Regions from separate parts of the Mus musculus genome. Here region 2 is linked to region 1. A link is a contact called in public HiChIP or PLAC-seq data. All regions are on one chromosome and are shown on one strand. The core of a region is the stretch at or near the end of the contact, and the rest is flanking DNA. Distances in the headings are between cores, read along the strand shown. Region 1 holds the start of Tvp23bos (a long non-coding RNA gene). Region 2 holds the start of Cox10 (heme A:farnesyltransferase cytochrome c oxidase assembly factor 10).

The links. HiChIP or PLAC-seq counts read pairs in DNA pulled down with a chosen protein or histone mark.
Region 2: a contact with region 1 is called in an H3K4me3 HiChIP or PLAC-seq map of pro-B cells, with 7 times the contacts expected there. The contact joins the promoter of Cox10 here to the promoter of Tvp23bos in region 1. A contact is called at or near these places in 4 of 39 promoter capture datasets (the 3T3-L1 cell line, hippocampal neurons and liver) and 1 of 115 datasets of contacts at active chromatin or transcription factors (pro-B cells).

What each region holds. Positions count from the first base shown.
Region 1 is chr11:62,920,900-62,925,269 of GRCm38.p6, reverse strand. Tvp23bos (a long non-coding RNA gene) reads left to right here and starts at 2,639. Exons shown (of 3, transcript XR_388723.3): 1 at 2,639-4,034.
Region 2 is chr11:64,076,865-64,081,297 of GRCm38.p6, reverse strand. It overlaps Cox10 (heme A:farnesyltransferase cytochrome c oxidase assembly factor 10), which reads left to right and starts at 1,826. Exons shown (of 7, transcript NM_178379.3): 1 at 1,826-1,962. The coding sequence starts at 1,920. 2810001G20Rik (RIKEN cDNA 2810001G20 gene) reads right to left here and starts at 1,814. Exons shown (of 2, transcript NR_033780.1): 1 at 1,521-1,814.

The DNA of each region.
Region 1 (4,370 bases), core at 1,390-3,889:
GATGCCAGCATCCTCTACTTCAAACTACAAACGGAGTCTTTCCACCATGCCTTCCCAGGTAGGATAGACTAAACTCTCTGAAAAGAGCCCAGATGAATTCCTTTTTCTCCCTTATATTGTCTTTGCTGGGCAATTTGTCACAGTGGCATAACTACGCCAACCTTTGTTTTCTCAATATTTCTGCAAGAGACACAGTAGATGTTGAAGAATGCTAGACCTGAAATTAAGGGGAAGAAAATTAGGAAAATATTTGAAATGACTAAGTGAACTTGCTTGGCAAGGTTATATGTTCTATCATCAGGTGAAACTGAAACCAGAATGAACTGGAATGAACTGGAATGAGCCAGAATGAAGATGCTAACAATGACATAATTATGATGAGCACAGCTCTCCTTGTGGTAAGCCAAACACAAGCTTTGAAAATGGAACTCCTTTCATACACACTAATCTGCTTTTTATCTGTGGATTGGTCAAAGCTCAGAAGAGGAAGTGCTCACACCGAGGCTCTAGCATCATATTAAAATCTCAACCCTGAGGACAGCCACTCCTGCTTTGACTTTGGTCCTAACTAGAATATGAACACATGCTCTACGGCTGTGCCAGGAGCATGCTGGCCTCAGAGATGTTTGGAGGCCATTGAGAACAAACATCTGGAATTCAGAACATCGCCTTGGAACAGACAGCTTGGGCGTTGGGGTCTTTAGGAACACAAGAATTTTCTTCACAGGAAGCAGTGTGGGAGCAGGAACTGGAAAGAGGAGATAGCTACAAGAAGTTGGAGTTCTGAGGACCCATGGATCCCTCTCAATGGGAGAAAACAGGCCATCTCAGATCCAGTCTTAAGTTGCCCATGCAGATGCAAGTTCCCAGAGAGCAACTAGGAAATGTCTCCATGGGGCAGCTTAGCCAGAAGCAGGGCAGAGCAAGGGCTTCACTGTGGATGCTTTAAAGCTGTTCAACTCTTAGTCCCAAAGGAAGCTCACACCCACTTGAAACCAGACGTCGACAGAGTCCGTGGAACATTAGAGATAAGAAGTGCTTGTAGACCCATCCAGCAGAGAAACCACATTCTGAAGACAAGGACTTGGACACCCAGGACTTGGAAACATCCCCTGCCTGTAGTTACCAAGTTAGAATCAGAGATAAAACTCTTTAGTGTTCTAATTCCCAGTCTGCTTTCCTCCATTGCTAGTATAATTACGTTTTAATGGGATCTAGCGTGACATCGTGATATTGGTATATAATGGTTAGTGGGGGCGGTTGGCACAGGCCACCACCCTAAAAAGCTATCATTTCTTTGCATCACGAACATTCAAAATCCCCTGTGTTATTGTGAAATTAACTGCTGTCAGCCATACTTACTCTACTGTCCTACAGGACATGCTAAGCTATTCCTCCAACCCACTTAAGACCCTCGGCAAACTGTTTCACTTGACTTCTTGATCATCTTCCCTGAGCTTTCTCCAGGTGACAGTAGGTCACACAGAGAAATGAAAAGATGGCAGAGTGTTTCCAAAGGTCACCAATTGTGTGTGCACCTGCCTGCAGGAGGGCTTAAGTCACTCAAATACCACAGAGAGGAGACCCCAGATGTTCATACGTTATTAAAATGTTGAGCATTGACTTGTAAATGTGAACTTCTTCATCTTTCGATACATATTAAAACTTGAACACCCTAAGACAGAAAAATTAACAGATAACATCGCAAAATTTATTTTAACACGTTGGCTTAGTATAAAATGATCCTAAGATACATTTTATGGGCTTAACGGGGTAAAGTTTGTCTTTCTTTGCTTGGAGTTGCTTCTCTCATCCCTCTGAACAGGGGACCCTTCTGTCTCATCTCTCCCAGAACTTTGGTGTCCTCTTCAATCAAATGAAAGATGGAGACGAAGCCAGCCTTGAGGACTGGACAGCGAGCAGCACTCTGGTATCACAGAGGCTCTGATTAAGTTGCACAGAATGAAGTCTCACAAGGGAGGCTAGGAAATGTAGTTTAGCTTGTGTCTAAGAGGGAAAAGGTCATGGGGTTTGGGGAATAGACAGTTAACTCTGCCACAGAAAGTTAAGTCCCCTGCTCCCTCATATATCCTAAGAGAGTAGTTACATGTTTCCAAACCTACTTTGCTGTTTGGAAACTATCAGTCTAGAGGACCAGGCACAGACTAACACAGCCACCCACATTCCCTTTCCCATAAAGCAGAACTCCTTAAAGACAACCAGATTTGAGAAAAGGGGAGCTATTAACAACAGCAACCATTATCAAGTGTTTGTCCCGGGTAAGCAACTTAAATGTGTCAACTCAGCCCTCAAAACAACCCAATGGCATAGCTGCTATCATCATCCCATTTTTCCTATGAGGAAACTGAGGCTATGACAGCTTACACAACGGGCTCAAATTACCCAGCAGTGGACAAGATCTGACCTCTCACACTGGCTCCAGTCCGTGGTGCCAGTCACTACTTTGAGTTGACCCCAGAATGAACATGAACATGAAGCACTGCCAGCTCTTTGTAGACGTCTACATGAGGCTGAGCAGGAGGAGAGGAGAGGTGGGGCTGAGGGTGGCATGGCATGAGGGGGCTGACAGCAAGCCCGGAGCAGGAAGAGCCAGGAGGGCAGCTGGTAGGATTACAAGGGCAAGAAGATGGCAGTGGGCTCCAAGGTTAGGCTGGGGGCTCAGCTGTGTCACTCAGCAAGCCCTGCCAGGAGGATTCTAAGACCCTGCTGGTAGCTGTTGTATGTGAAAGCACCATTCCTGGTGGCCCATGTCCTTGATTAAATTCATGGAAATTAGACAGTCTGACAGGGTGGTTGTACTAGTAGTTAATTGTCCGTGGCTAAAACGAAACACCCATGATTGCATACCTTATTATGGAAAAAGATTTCTTTAGTTCAAGGTTTCACAAGTTCAATGACAAGATGGTAGCATCTAGTATAGGCTTCCTGGTGGGTGCTATGGTACTGGTGGACAAACCACACGGTGGCAGCCTTCTCACTAGGTAGAACCTAAAGTTTCCACATCACCTCCCAATACCGCTTACCAAGAATCAGACTCCCAACACCTGCTCCCGTGAAGGACAAAGGACACCCAGAGGCAGCTTAGCCCAGCCTGGTAGTTCTGTCTGGTAGCTCTCTGCACGGTCTCTTCAGTACCTCGGCATGGCCTCCCAGTGGACAGACACAACCCGGCCCAGCTCTCTCCCAGCTTAGCGGAATGGGTGTCTTTGTCCTTTGGTATCAGGAGTAAAAAGAAGAACCGGTCTGCAAACCCAAGACTGGTCCCCACTGACAGTCAGCTAGCTGCCTCCTTCCCAGATGGTATGTCCCCACTGTCTTTTGCTTGCTCTTCACACAGAATCTGCTAAGCACTAGGTGGCACGGTTGAGCAACCATTAAAAACTATTTCCGTCAAGGCCCAGGAGAAAAGGAAATTGAATTGGAAGTTGGAGGAGTGAGGGTTAGTGGCAGAGAAGGCCGATCGGTCCCTGGAATTCAACCTGCTCACAGCCTCCATAAGCACGGGTATGCTGTGCTCTAAGCCGATAGGGCTGCGTGCAGAGGAGGCGCCCTCAAGAGCAGATACCGCCAAGCCAGTGAGGAGGAGCCTGCTGGAGAAGGCTGGGAATCCCTTCCCACCATCCTATCAGAACCCTCTGGTTGTCGCTTGCTTCCTCCTCTCAACCATGTCGCCCTGTTCACCCAGAGCAGAAATGCTGGCAGCTGTCATGGACAAGTGAGATGAGGCACACGTCTCCAGGATGACCCACGGGCTTCTCTGCCTGTCGCTGCCATTTTCAACCCTCTTCCCCTCCCCGCTCTGTTTTCCTGTCTTCCTCTCTCCCTCCCTCCTTCTTCTTCTCTCCCCACCCCACTCTCTTCGAAGGAGAATTATATTCAGCTCTGTGGGTTGTTTTTAATGCATTCCAGATGCCAGAAGAAATCTTGGCCTGGGCTCAGCGTTCTTCTGACTTCAGGCCTCTCCCCCACCTACCTCCCTGTCTGACTCCCAAGGCCACACAAGGAAAAATCAGGTGGGCTAGCGCCATCTGCTGGCAGCTTCCAGAAGCTTAAGGAAGGCGGGAGGCGGTTAAGGTGGGGCAGGAATGGTTTCTTGTAACTGGCGTGATGTACTCGGTTGGAAAAATTCGGATTATCTGGGAGAAAATGGTGTGTAAATCAAAACGCTTCAACCCATGGACACTCCGGTAGTGGTTGTAGTGGTGGTGGTGGTGGTTCTTCGTAGTAGTCATCATCGTTGTCATCTCCTCCTCCTCCTCCTCCTCCTCCTCCTCCTCCTCCTCCTCCTCCTCCTCCTCCCCCACTCTGTCCTCCTTCTCCTCCCCTTCCTCCTCCTCCTCCTTTTCTTT
Region 2 (4,433 bases), core at 577-3,076, 1.2 Mb before region 1:
ATATACAACTATCTTCATAAAATTTTACATCTACAAAATTGGTATCAACTGTCTACACTAAGGTTTTAAGTATATTGAAAGTTGTATAACCACCCCACAATCAATTTAGGACTATTTTCATTTTCTCTCTATCTAAATGAGCCCTGTACCCACCAGCGACATTCCTCTTTTCTCTCTACTCCTCCCACTAGCACCAGGTAATTACTTACCTACTGCCTCTCTTTAATGACTTAAGAATTCTGGAATTTTCATACACATGGAAACTATCTAATACATGGCCTTTTGTGATTGATTTCTTCAACTTAGTATTGTTTTCATGGTTGTAGTATGTATTTGCACTTTATTTTCATTTCATGGCAAATAGGCCAGTATGTGGATATGTCACAGAATATCAGTTGATGTATAACTTGAGTTATATCCACTTTGGGATATTATGAGTGAATGAATGCTGTCATTTGTCTTGGGAATATACCTGGGAAAGGCACAGCTGGGTCAGGAGGTAGCGCTGTGTTTAACTTATTGAGGAACACCTAAACTGCTTTTCCAAAGTGGCTACAATATTTTATATTCCTATAAACAATGTATCAGGATTCCTACTTCTTCACTAACTTGTTAACTCCTGCTATTGATTAATTTTGTTTATAGCCATCTTATAGGTGTACAGTCCTATCACTTTTTGGTTTTATAACACAAATTTTAAGAGACAACTATAAAGAGATAGGAAGTACAGTAGACTGCTATACAATCTACAGTTTGAATCACGCAATCTCTCTAGCCCTCAGGTTCCATACCATGTAACCATTGAGTTAGGTATCTGAGATCTAGTTTGTAAAGGGCTAACTTATTTATGATGATCAGAGTTCCAGGAACAGTGGGTCTAATTAACCAAGATAGCTGTAAAGCAGAAGGCCTCCCCTAAGCAGCACTCACTGTTGGTGTGATTAGATCCCAAATTGTGCTTTTCATTTGTTGATTTAAGGTTTGTACTTTGTAATATTTCACTTAACACAGCATTTCAAAGTGCTCGAAAAACAGTGGATTGAACAGTTGTTAACTTTTCAGTTATTCACCAGAAATCCATCCTCTTCTTCCTTAGTCTAAGATTAATTTGATGGGGACAACCATTATCCTAGGTCCACAGTGATGAACTGTGATGGGCCTCAGAAAATCCCATTCTCTGCTCTGTCTTCCTGGTAAACTGGAAAACTCTCACAGTTCCTTCTACTGAGCAGCAAGTTGGCTCTTCAAAGCCTTTCTTTAGCCTACTTCACAGAAATGCTAACCTCATTCCATAGCGCTTTCTACCTTATCCCTATCGGGATGACGCTCACCATGACCAGTTCTTGCTGCAGAGACACAGTGCGTGCTCTTACACAAACTCCTGTCTCAGTGGCCCCTGATCAGCACCTGAGGTGAACCACAGAGATCTCACCTCATCGCTGAAAGCAAACACAAACTGCCCTTGTAAGTCATGTTTTGCTCTTTTAATGAGTTTCTTTCTTCCTCGTTTTTTTACTTACCAAACTCCACGAGAAGCCAACAGCCTGCGCAAGATCAGCCTGGGTGACAACTGAGGAGGCATTCAATTCTTTCAAGCTCAGGGGACTGCCGGGCCGGGCCGGACTCCAGAGCCCTAACCCCGCCACGACTCGCCTTCCGCCCGCGGGCTCCGACGATCTGTCCCTCCCGGGCAGAGAGCTCACCTAGTCTACATCTGGAGCGTCTGAGGGGAAAGCGAAAGCTCTACCATCCGATCTTTATAAGCTCCGCTAGCCTAGCTTTCAGAGAGCGCTGGGAGCCGGAAGTGACAAGAGGAAGTCCCGCCTCACTCAGAGGGCGGGCTAGCAAGATGGCGGCGCCCAGGAGCCGGTGAGGTGAGAGGCGTCCTGGGGTCCTGGGGACTGCTGCACCAGTACGTTATGGCCGCGTCCCCGCACACCATTTCCTCGCGCCTCCTCACAGGTATTGTACCCGGTTGGGAATGATCGTGGACGAATTGTTTTCTTTTTTGCCATGTGCGGTACCGTGTTGCCGGCCGCCTGCAACCTTGGAAGCCCTTGGCTTGTCACTTGGCAGGGAGGTGACCTTTAGGGTCACCTGAAGGGACGAGGCCAAGTATTGTGGACCAGCTTTGCACCGTAGGCCAGGTGGTCCCTAAGGCTTGATATCCCGTGCTCTTTGGAGTTTCAGACAGTGCAAGATGGAGGGACAGGATAAACCATGGGGCTCCACAAGCCTGGCACATGAGAGCCGCGGTTCCTGGCCACCGCCTTTTAATGACAAGAAGCGCACCTCCCCCCCCCCCCCCCCCCCGTTAAGGAGCTGTCTTCCAGCTTAAAGTGTTACCTTAATCACCATGATAATGATAACTGCCAACTGAATCCCATTGAGCCAGCGCTGTACCATCAGTATGGCTCCTTCCATCAGAAGGACTTTTGACAGATGTGTGTTTATCACAAACTCTTGAAAAGCTCCTATATTTTACCTTTTCAGGGAGGCCAACCTTAGCACTCTAACTAAAATAGGAGTCTTTATCCTTCTTTTCTTATATCATATTAATTTATCATGAATAACACACGGTGTAATTGTTCACACCTGCAGTACAGATGTGCAACAATTTAGTGTGTTCCTCCCAGTAAGAGAAACACTTTGTGAAAGTAAAGATAGTCTGTCTCCCTGGTTCACCACTGTATCCCTCATGCCCAGAGCAATGCCTATGTGCATTGGTGATGCTCAGTCATTTGTGAATGAATGAGATTGTGCTGGTAGAAATTTTAAAGAGGAGGTTGGTTTTGTGACTAGTATCCATGGATGGTGGCAAAGTGATCTATAGTACAGACAAGATAGTGGAAGCCATTGTGTACCTTCTCACAGCCCAGAACCATCCTGTAGGCCTCCCTGTCACTTACACACTGCCCACTGTGTCTGGCTGACTGTGGTGATCACTGTGCTTCTGTAGAGCTCTTTTCTCCCGTGCGTTTGTATGATCCCAGTGCAGATCATTTGACTTTCTTTAATGAAACATTTACGCGTCTATAATAAGGTAACTGAGCTAGGTGATCTCAAAGGTACCTTCTGGCTCATAAACCAGGGCAGGAAGTGGAAGGGTGGGTAGAAGAGACAAAGTTGGGCAGTACTTGGTAATTGTCAAAGCTGTGCGTTGAGTGATAGAGCCTCCTTGGACACCTCTTTTCATATGACTGTCATTTTCTAAAATAAAAAGTTTATGGGGTTCTTCGTGTGTGTGTGTGTGTGTGTGTGTGTGTGTCTGTTGTGAGTCTTTCTTGACTCACTTCTTTGTTACTTTCTGTAATCGCTGATTGTGAGTATTCCTCGATGCAGACACTCGGTACTCATTCTTAGAGGGCTCATCTCAGTGCTGGACTATCTGTCTGTACGGACGCTTCTTCTTTGTATACAGATTCCTCAGGGCAACCTTTCTTTCTACTTTTCTGTTTGGTATTTCAGCTTCTTTTTTTTGGGGGGGGGGGTTCGAGACAGGGTTGGTTTCTCTGTGTAGCCCTGGCAGTCCTGGAACTCACTTTGTAGACCAGGCTGGCCTTGAACTCAGAAATCTGCCTGCCTCTGCCTCCCTAGTGCGGGGATTAAAGGCGTGTGCCACCACTGCCCGGCAGTATTTCAGCTTCTTCTAGGACAATTCTGTTTTGACTCTTAAGTCTCATCATGCTAGGAGACAGGTTGCATATGCACCCCCCCACCCCTCTGTTCTAGGATCAGCCTCTGGAGCTGTAAAACAGTGGGAACTAATAGCTTATTTTCTGAAATTGAGCATATCTTCAGAAAAACCTGCTCATATGTAAATATATGAAAGATCCCTCTAAGAAGTTTGATGGGAAGAGTCGGCAGAGGGATCATTAAGGTTGTTTAGTAACTAGCAGTTACTTCTGAGTTGGCTCATAAAAGTTTAAGTTTTTCTCATTTCCATTAAATATGGTTCAGGAACTTTAAGTCTCCTTAGTTGATTTACAAAGCCCTGCAGTCGCAGTCCAGTGTTAATGATGAGTATAGGTGTTCTGATTATCTCTTCAGATTTTAATATATCTGTTGAAAGTCCTGTGGATCTTAAAGTGTATTTTCATGTGCTTACTTAGGCCAGAAATTGCTTTTATTTTCTATGTATTTGTTCATGGACACTTGACACACTTTGACAAAACCAAGTCACTTATAAATACAGTTTCCAAGCTGTGTCTCTCCCCACCCCTCACAGTGTTGTTACAGCCATTCTGTACAGTTTCAGATTGACCCATCTAATCTAGAACGAATTTCCAGGGTGGTTCCAAGGCAAACATATATCCATTCACTTGAAAGTAAGCGTGTCATAATTGCGATTTGAAGATATGACTTCAGTGCCAAATTGGCTTACCTCTACTTTCAGATAATGGCCTTGTATTTCCAAGGACAGGACTTGTTCT